2 separate regions of the Hordeum vulgare genome follow, and region 2 is linked to region 1. A link is a contact called in public Hi-C data. All regions are on one chromosome and are shown on one strand. The core of a region is the stretch at or near the end of the contact, and the rest is flanking DNA. Distances in the headings are between cores, read along the strand shown. Region 1 holds the start of LOC123406025 (zinc-finger homeodomain protein 7-like). Region 2 has its middle 310 kb from the start of LOC123406025.

Region 1 (3,086 bases), core at 301-2,800:
ACCTTTCAGATCCCTGTGTGCTTTACAAATCTCTATGTCATACTATAGATGTTGCTACCACGCTCCACTTGGAACTATTCCAAATGACTGCTCCACTATACGAATCTGGTTTGCTACTCAGAGACAACCCGATTGGTGTCAAAGCTTGCATCGATGTAACCCTTTATGACGAACTCTTTTATCACCTCCATAATCGAGAAATAATTCCTTACTCCTCAAGTTACTAAGGATAATCTTGATCGTTGTCTAGTAATCCATTCCTGGATCACTCTTGTACCCCTTGACAGATTCATGGCAAGGCACACATCAGGTGTGGTACACAACATAGCATACTATAAAGCCTACAGCTAAGGCATAGGGGACGATCATCGTTCTTTCTCTTTCTTCTACTGTGGTCAATCTGTGAGTCTTTACTCAAATTCACTCCTTACAATATATTCAAGAACTCCTTCTTTGATTGATCTATTTTGAACTCCTTCAAAGTCTTGTCATGGTATGTATTCATTGAAAGTTTTATCAGGTGTTTTGATATATCTTTATAGATCTTGATGCTTAGTGTTCAAGTAGCTTAATCCAAGTTTTCTTTGAAAAGCACATTTCAAACAACCCTATATGCTTTACAGAAATGCTACATCATTTTGGATCAACAATATGTCAACCACATGTATTTATCAGAAATTCTATAGTGCTCTCACTCACTTTCTTGGAAATACAAGTTTCTCATAAACTTTGTATAAATCAAAAAGGTTTGATCATATCATCAAAGCGTACATTCCAACTCCAAGATCCTTGCTCCAGTGCATAAAAGGATCGCTGGAGCTTGCATACTTGTTAGCATCCTTAGGATCGACAAAAAAAATTAGTTGTATATTATTACACTGTTATGTTACCCATACTAGCTAAAATACTCATACTATTTAAATTATTCATACCAAAAGTTGATGTGTGCTTCAAATATTTCGGATTTTTTGGGTATCCGAATTACCCGAACCAAAAGTTTGGGTAATTTAGGTTCGAGTATTTTTTAACATATAAAAGTTTCGGTTCTCATTTTTAAATACCCAAATTATCCATAAACTGAACTACCTGAACCGAAATAATCAAAAAAACGCATAGGGTGACCGGGCAGCGCAAGAGGAGGCATGGGCGTAGTTGGGGTCAATGGTGGGGGGTTGGCAACAGGGGCAGGCAAATACCACGGCACGGCGCGTGCAGTTATTGCGGTGCTCGATCGGTCGGTCGCCCGCTCACCGCAGGGCGAGCATTGGAGCGTTGCGCCATCAAGGAAGCTAGCTAGGGCACGCCATGCACACGCAGAGACGGCAGCAACGCAGCTGGTAGCAATGGCGATCCATCGCGCTGCAGTCTTTCCCGTGGGAGCGCGGTGGCGAAACATGGGCCCTGTCGGCGCGCAGGGCATGGGCTTCTTCCTCCCCTCCCTCTCCCTGAAAATCACCCGTGGAGTGCACAGTGCAGTGGCGTAGTAGTACCAGCACGACTAGGCTAGGCTAGGCTCCTTGAAGCAAAACCGCACCCCACTCCCACTCCCACTCCCAGCAGGCAGCGGGCGGCCACTTTCTCTCTGCCGTCACCTCGCCAACCCCTTTGCGCGCGCGCCCTCTTTCCCTTCACCCCGCTTCCTGCTCGCCCTGGTTTCTTTCTTTTGACATAGATAAGACGGGCTAGCGAGATAGATAGATAGAGAGATAGATAGATGCAGATAGTAGATAGCTAGCTCTCTCCCAAGGAGACATTCCCCGCTTTATGGATGCCATGTGGTTACTGACCGCCACTATGCTCACCCTAATAACCCATCGCTAACCAGCCTGCCACCATATCATCCTCCGTTAAGCTCAGCTCCCTTGCCCTCTTTCCCCCTTGAGGCCAACACCCCCCTCCCTGCTCCACCACAAACCTAGCTATAAGTTTCCAGCTTACAAGTTAGAACAAGTCACAACACAGCACAGCACAGCACAGCACGCCCCAACAACCCCACCGCCCAAGAAACACACCACGGCAAAGAATCTCCGGTCCTAATCGCACCGGAGCGAGCCGTCCATGGAGTACAAGAGGCCATCGCATGTGGAGGAGGACGAGGAGCTGGACGGGGAGGAGGAGGAAGAGGAGGAGGACGATGAGGAGGAGGACGAGGAGGAAGACGAGGAGCAGGAAGAGGGGGTGATGAGGGAGGACCGTCGGCACCAGCACCAGCACCAGCACCATCATCGTCATCACTACACCACGGCGCCCGCCACGGCCGCGCCCCCGCAGCACCTGCACATGCACGGCCGAGCTCCCCAGGTTCTTGGCTCGCCTGCCGCGGCTGCTTCCTCGCCCTCCTCGTTGATGGAGGCAGCCGCTTTCTCCAGGCCCCTCCTGCCTCCCAACTCCTCCCTCGTCTCCTCGCCGCCGCCGCCGCCGCAGGCGCCGCCCGGCTTCCTCTTGCCCCAGCACCAGCATCCCAACCGGAGAAGGATGGACAGTGAGAGGGAGCGGGAGAGAACGGTGGAGGCAGCACCTGGGGAGGCCCACCGCCAGCACCACCACCAGCAGCAGCCGCAGCACCAGCGCCAGCGCCAGCATGAGCCGGCAAGAAACGGCGTTCTTGGTGGTGGCGCCATGCCTCCCCCGCCGCCTACGCTTGCCATCGTCACCGGCTCCTCCACAAGGGCACCGGGCGAGCACGGTGGCGCCACGGGACCGGAGCCGTTGCCGTGGAGGTACAGGGAGTGCCTGCGGAACCACGCCGCGCGGATGGGCGCGCACGTGCTCGACGGCTGCGGCGAGTTCATGCCGTCCCCGGGCGACGGGGTGGCCGCGCTGGCCTGCGCCGCGTGCGGCTGCCACCGCAGCTTCCACCGCCGCGAGCCGGTGCTGGTGGTCCCCTCGCCCTCGCCGTCCCCGGCCTCCGCCGTGGTGTCCCCCTCCGCGACCCCAGCCGGCGCCAACTCCCGGCTCATGCCGCTCCTCCTCGCCCCGCCGCACATGCAGCAGAAGCGCCCGGCCGTCCCGGCGTCCCCGATGTCCGCGCCCGCCGCGCTGGCCGAGTCGTCGAGCGAGGAGCTGCGCGCCCCGCCGCCGCCTCC
Region 2 (3,086 bases), core at 264-2,763, 310 kb before region 1:
CGTCCTCCACCAAGCGTCGTCGCCGTCCACGACCAAGCGTCGCCGCCACTATCCTCTCCTAAGCGTCGTCGCCGTCGTCCCCGACCAATCGCCGTCGCTGCCGTGGTCAAGTCACTGCGAGTCGGATCCTACCGGTTCGCGTAGCCACACGCTGGATTCCGCCACCGAGCGCCACTGCATGCCAGGCCCCTTCATCTGGAGCGCCGATCGCGGATCCTGCCGCCCCGCGCTGCCGCTTGATCTCCGTTCCCCATCTCGTGCAGCCATCTCATGCATGTTCACCAAACACTCGTCTCTTCTCATCTTTGCATCAAGTCAACGGTCATGTTCATCATGGATCCCTCATGCGATGCAACGTGAAGCTACCGAGTAAATCAAACACACCCTTAATGGGGAACATAAGTGAGATGAGTTTGTGCAAAAATTTCCACATTTTACATTATTATTAACATTTATTAAATTGAAAATGAAAAATGATGCGCAATGACACATTATGCAAGTTGTGTCTTTTTCCTCCGATGTAACGCATGGGCATTTTTACTATGAAAAACGTTTAGAATCAACCGGCTGATTTCTCTGCAAATCAGTCGGGTCTTCCGCACGCCACGCGTCGTGATCCACGCACCACGCGAGACACCCACATGTTGCCTTTCATGTTTCTTTTTTTTACTCCCAACCTTATCTCTTCCCCTCCTAGAGCCAGATTTATTTCTACTTCGTCTTCTACCTCCATCCCCATGCTTCGCCTCTCCTCATCACCCCGGTCCTCGTCGCACCAGCCCGCGGGGCGGCTTTTGCAGCACCCGATGCCAAGCTCACACTCCAGTGACGCGCTTTTGCAACGACGACCGCGACGAGGGCCGACGTGGGCGCTGCAACTCCGATGATGTTGCCTTCAAGCTATTGGGAGCATCGCCTTAGCTGCAATGGTGCAACGACGGGCTGCAATGAAGACTCGTCGGAGTTGTAATGGAGCTTCGTCGGACATGCCTTGTTGCGTTGAAGCTACGCCGGAACTGCAATGAAGCTTTTCGCGGACGCGTCTGTGCTGCGTTGAAGCTTCGCCGGAGTTGTAATGGAGCTTCGTCGGAGCATCGGTGCTGTGTTGGTGCTTCACCGGCTGCAATGGAGTTTCTCGAAGTTGCAATGGAGTTCGTCGGACGCTGTCGGTGCTGTATTGGAGCACCACGCGGCCTCTGGTCCATGTCGGGAATTTAATCTGACGATGAGGGCTCGTTCAATCGGACGTACAAATCAGACGACAGATTTATAACAGCCACCTTGAAAAGGTAATTAAAGATCACAGCACATGCACAGCGAAAAAATGAAATCACACATTGCTGTGCTTGTTCAGCGAAACAAAAAACTTTCTGATCCAGCCCGTACGTGCGTGCGCTGTCTTGTGATCTGATGTTGGGATGGTCCGTCAAAGAAAGCAGCAGGAACGGGTCCAGCCGCGCGCCCATGCTGCCGCCGCTGCCTGCTGTGGACCGAAACCGGCTCCGGACGGACTCCTGCGCGGATGAATGACGCGCAGATTTTGTGTCGCCACGCGGCCGTCCAAGCGCCACGTCCTGGAGCCGCGCACTTTGTTCACGAAAACCGCGTGCGGGGGTTCAATCATCACGGAATTATGGCGCCATAATTGGCGTGTAAATCGCGGGGGCCATGGGGCCAAGCTCAGCTTAGTCGAGGATATGCACTGTTTCAGCTTTTTGTTTATTATGGGAGTCGTAGAGAAAAGGCGTGCTAAATGCTCTGAAAACCCTCTTTGATGATGAATCGTGCCCCTTTGTTTAACACCAATTTAATTTGGTTTGTACGCATGTGATCAATTCAAATGTGATGCTGAGACCATACCGGATGCTGATATTGATGCATGCCTGTCATTGTACTCTATCAACGTGTATATCTTCAAGCTTAATTCGGCAGGAAAGCCGTGTAGAAGCTTTGACCTGTTACTCTCCGTAATGCAAGGGTGTAGAATGAGCAAGCTCACGCTTATACCGTGATCGCCTGTCCGATTACCCTCCATGTATAAACACGTTTTGCATAGACCATACGGCTCCATTTACGTGTATATGTTTTTCGACATTTCCATCTACTTGTATTATATGCATGGGAAAAAGTCATGGTATTTTATATTTTGAGACATAAGAAGTCGTGGTTAATTCATCCAGGCGCACTACCCTCATTTAAAATGGTTTCTTCGAATGGATCTAATTTCTGTGACGCAAACCCCAACAATACTAAAGATAGATGTGGAAGACACCACTAGGAACTCTTCCGCGCAACAGAGCCGGCCATCCTCGCCACGCCGGCTAGAAGACCATCAGCGCCGCCAAAGAGCCGTGCTGCAGCCACTCCAACTAGGCACAACGCCCGTCTTGCAGCTAACACTTCGTCTATTCCGGTGGCGCAGCGTGCCTCCTTTCGCATCGTCAAGGAACTAGGGCTCTTAGGACCGAGAGAGAAGCTGACCGAGGACGTCGCAAAAGCGCTCATCAGGCGTTTCGAGGAGCCACTGTCGGACAGCGACATCGCTGTCATTGCGAAGCTCACACACTTAGACAGCGGTGCGCTGCGCGTCATGGCACGCATGGCGGGACCCGATGGACATGCCGCGGAGGCCGAGGTGTAGTATGTTAGCCTTCCAACAGCTCCAATGGCGGCCGGCTAGTAGCTGGTCTGAGTTAGGTTTTAGTTTCATGTCTAAGGTTAGTGGTAGAGATCATCATCGTCGACGTATTCTGGGGCATATTGGTGGACGTCGGCGCCCCCCTTGTATGGTAGCATGGGCCAGAGGCCATCTAGTTTATTTAGCCATTGGAGTTTGTTACTGTCTCCAAATGAATGACAACCTTCTCCCAGTTATTTCATGGAATGTCCGGGGACTGAACAACCCAGTCAAGAGAGCGGCCATTTGCGAGGTAGCTTTAGCACACCGCGTTGCAATTCTCTGCCTTCAAGAAACTAAGATCACGGAGTGGACACCAACAATTATTAGGGATATTGGGGGGCAATCCCTAACTGATTGCATAGTGCTGCCGTCTATCGGGGCAAGTGGCGGGGCGGCGATACTCTCG

The links. A called contact is a pair of places that touch in the nucleus more often than the background predicts.
Region 2: a Hi-C map of leaf shows a contact between it and region 1, with 4 times the contacts expected there. The contact joins the enhancer-like site here to the promoter of LOC123406025 in region 1. A contact is called at or near these places in 4 of 6 Hi-C or Micro-C datasets (leaf and seedling).

What each region holds. Positions count from the first base shown.
Region 1 is chr6H:464,466,054-464,469,139 of MorexV3_pseudomolecules_assembly, reverse strand. It overlaps LOC123406025 (zinc-finger homeodomain protein 7-like), which reads left to right and starts at 1,550. Exons shown (of 1, transcript XM_045099527.1): 1 at 1,550-3,086. The coding sequence starts at 2,059.
Region 2 is chr6H:464,772,793-464,775,878 of MorexV3_pseudomolecules_assembly, reverse strand. No RefSeq gene overlaps it. Among protein-coding and RNA genes, the nearest start is that of LOC123406025, 310 kb to the right of the region's middle. Within about 2 kb of position 1,513, at least 3 of the 3 cell types and tissues checked have open chromatin away from gene starts, as enhancers often do. A contact at or near this core is called in leaf and seedling, where this site is marked.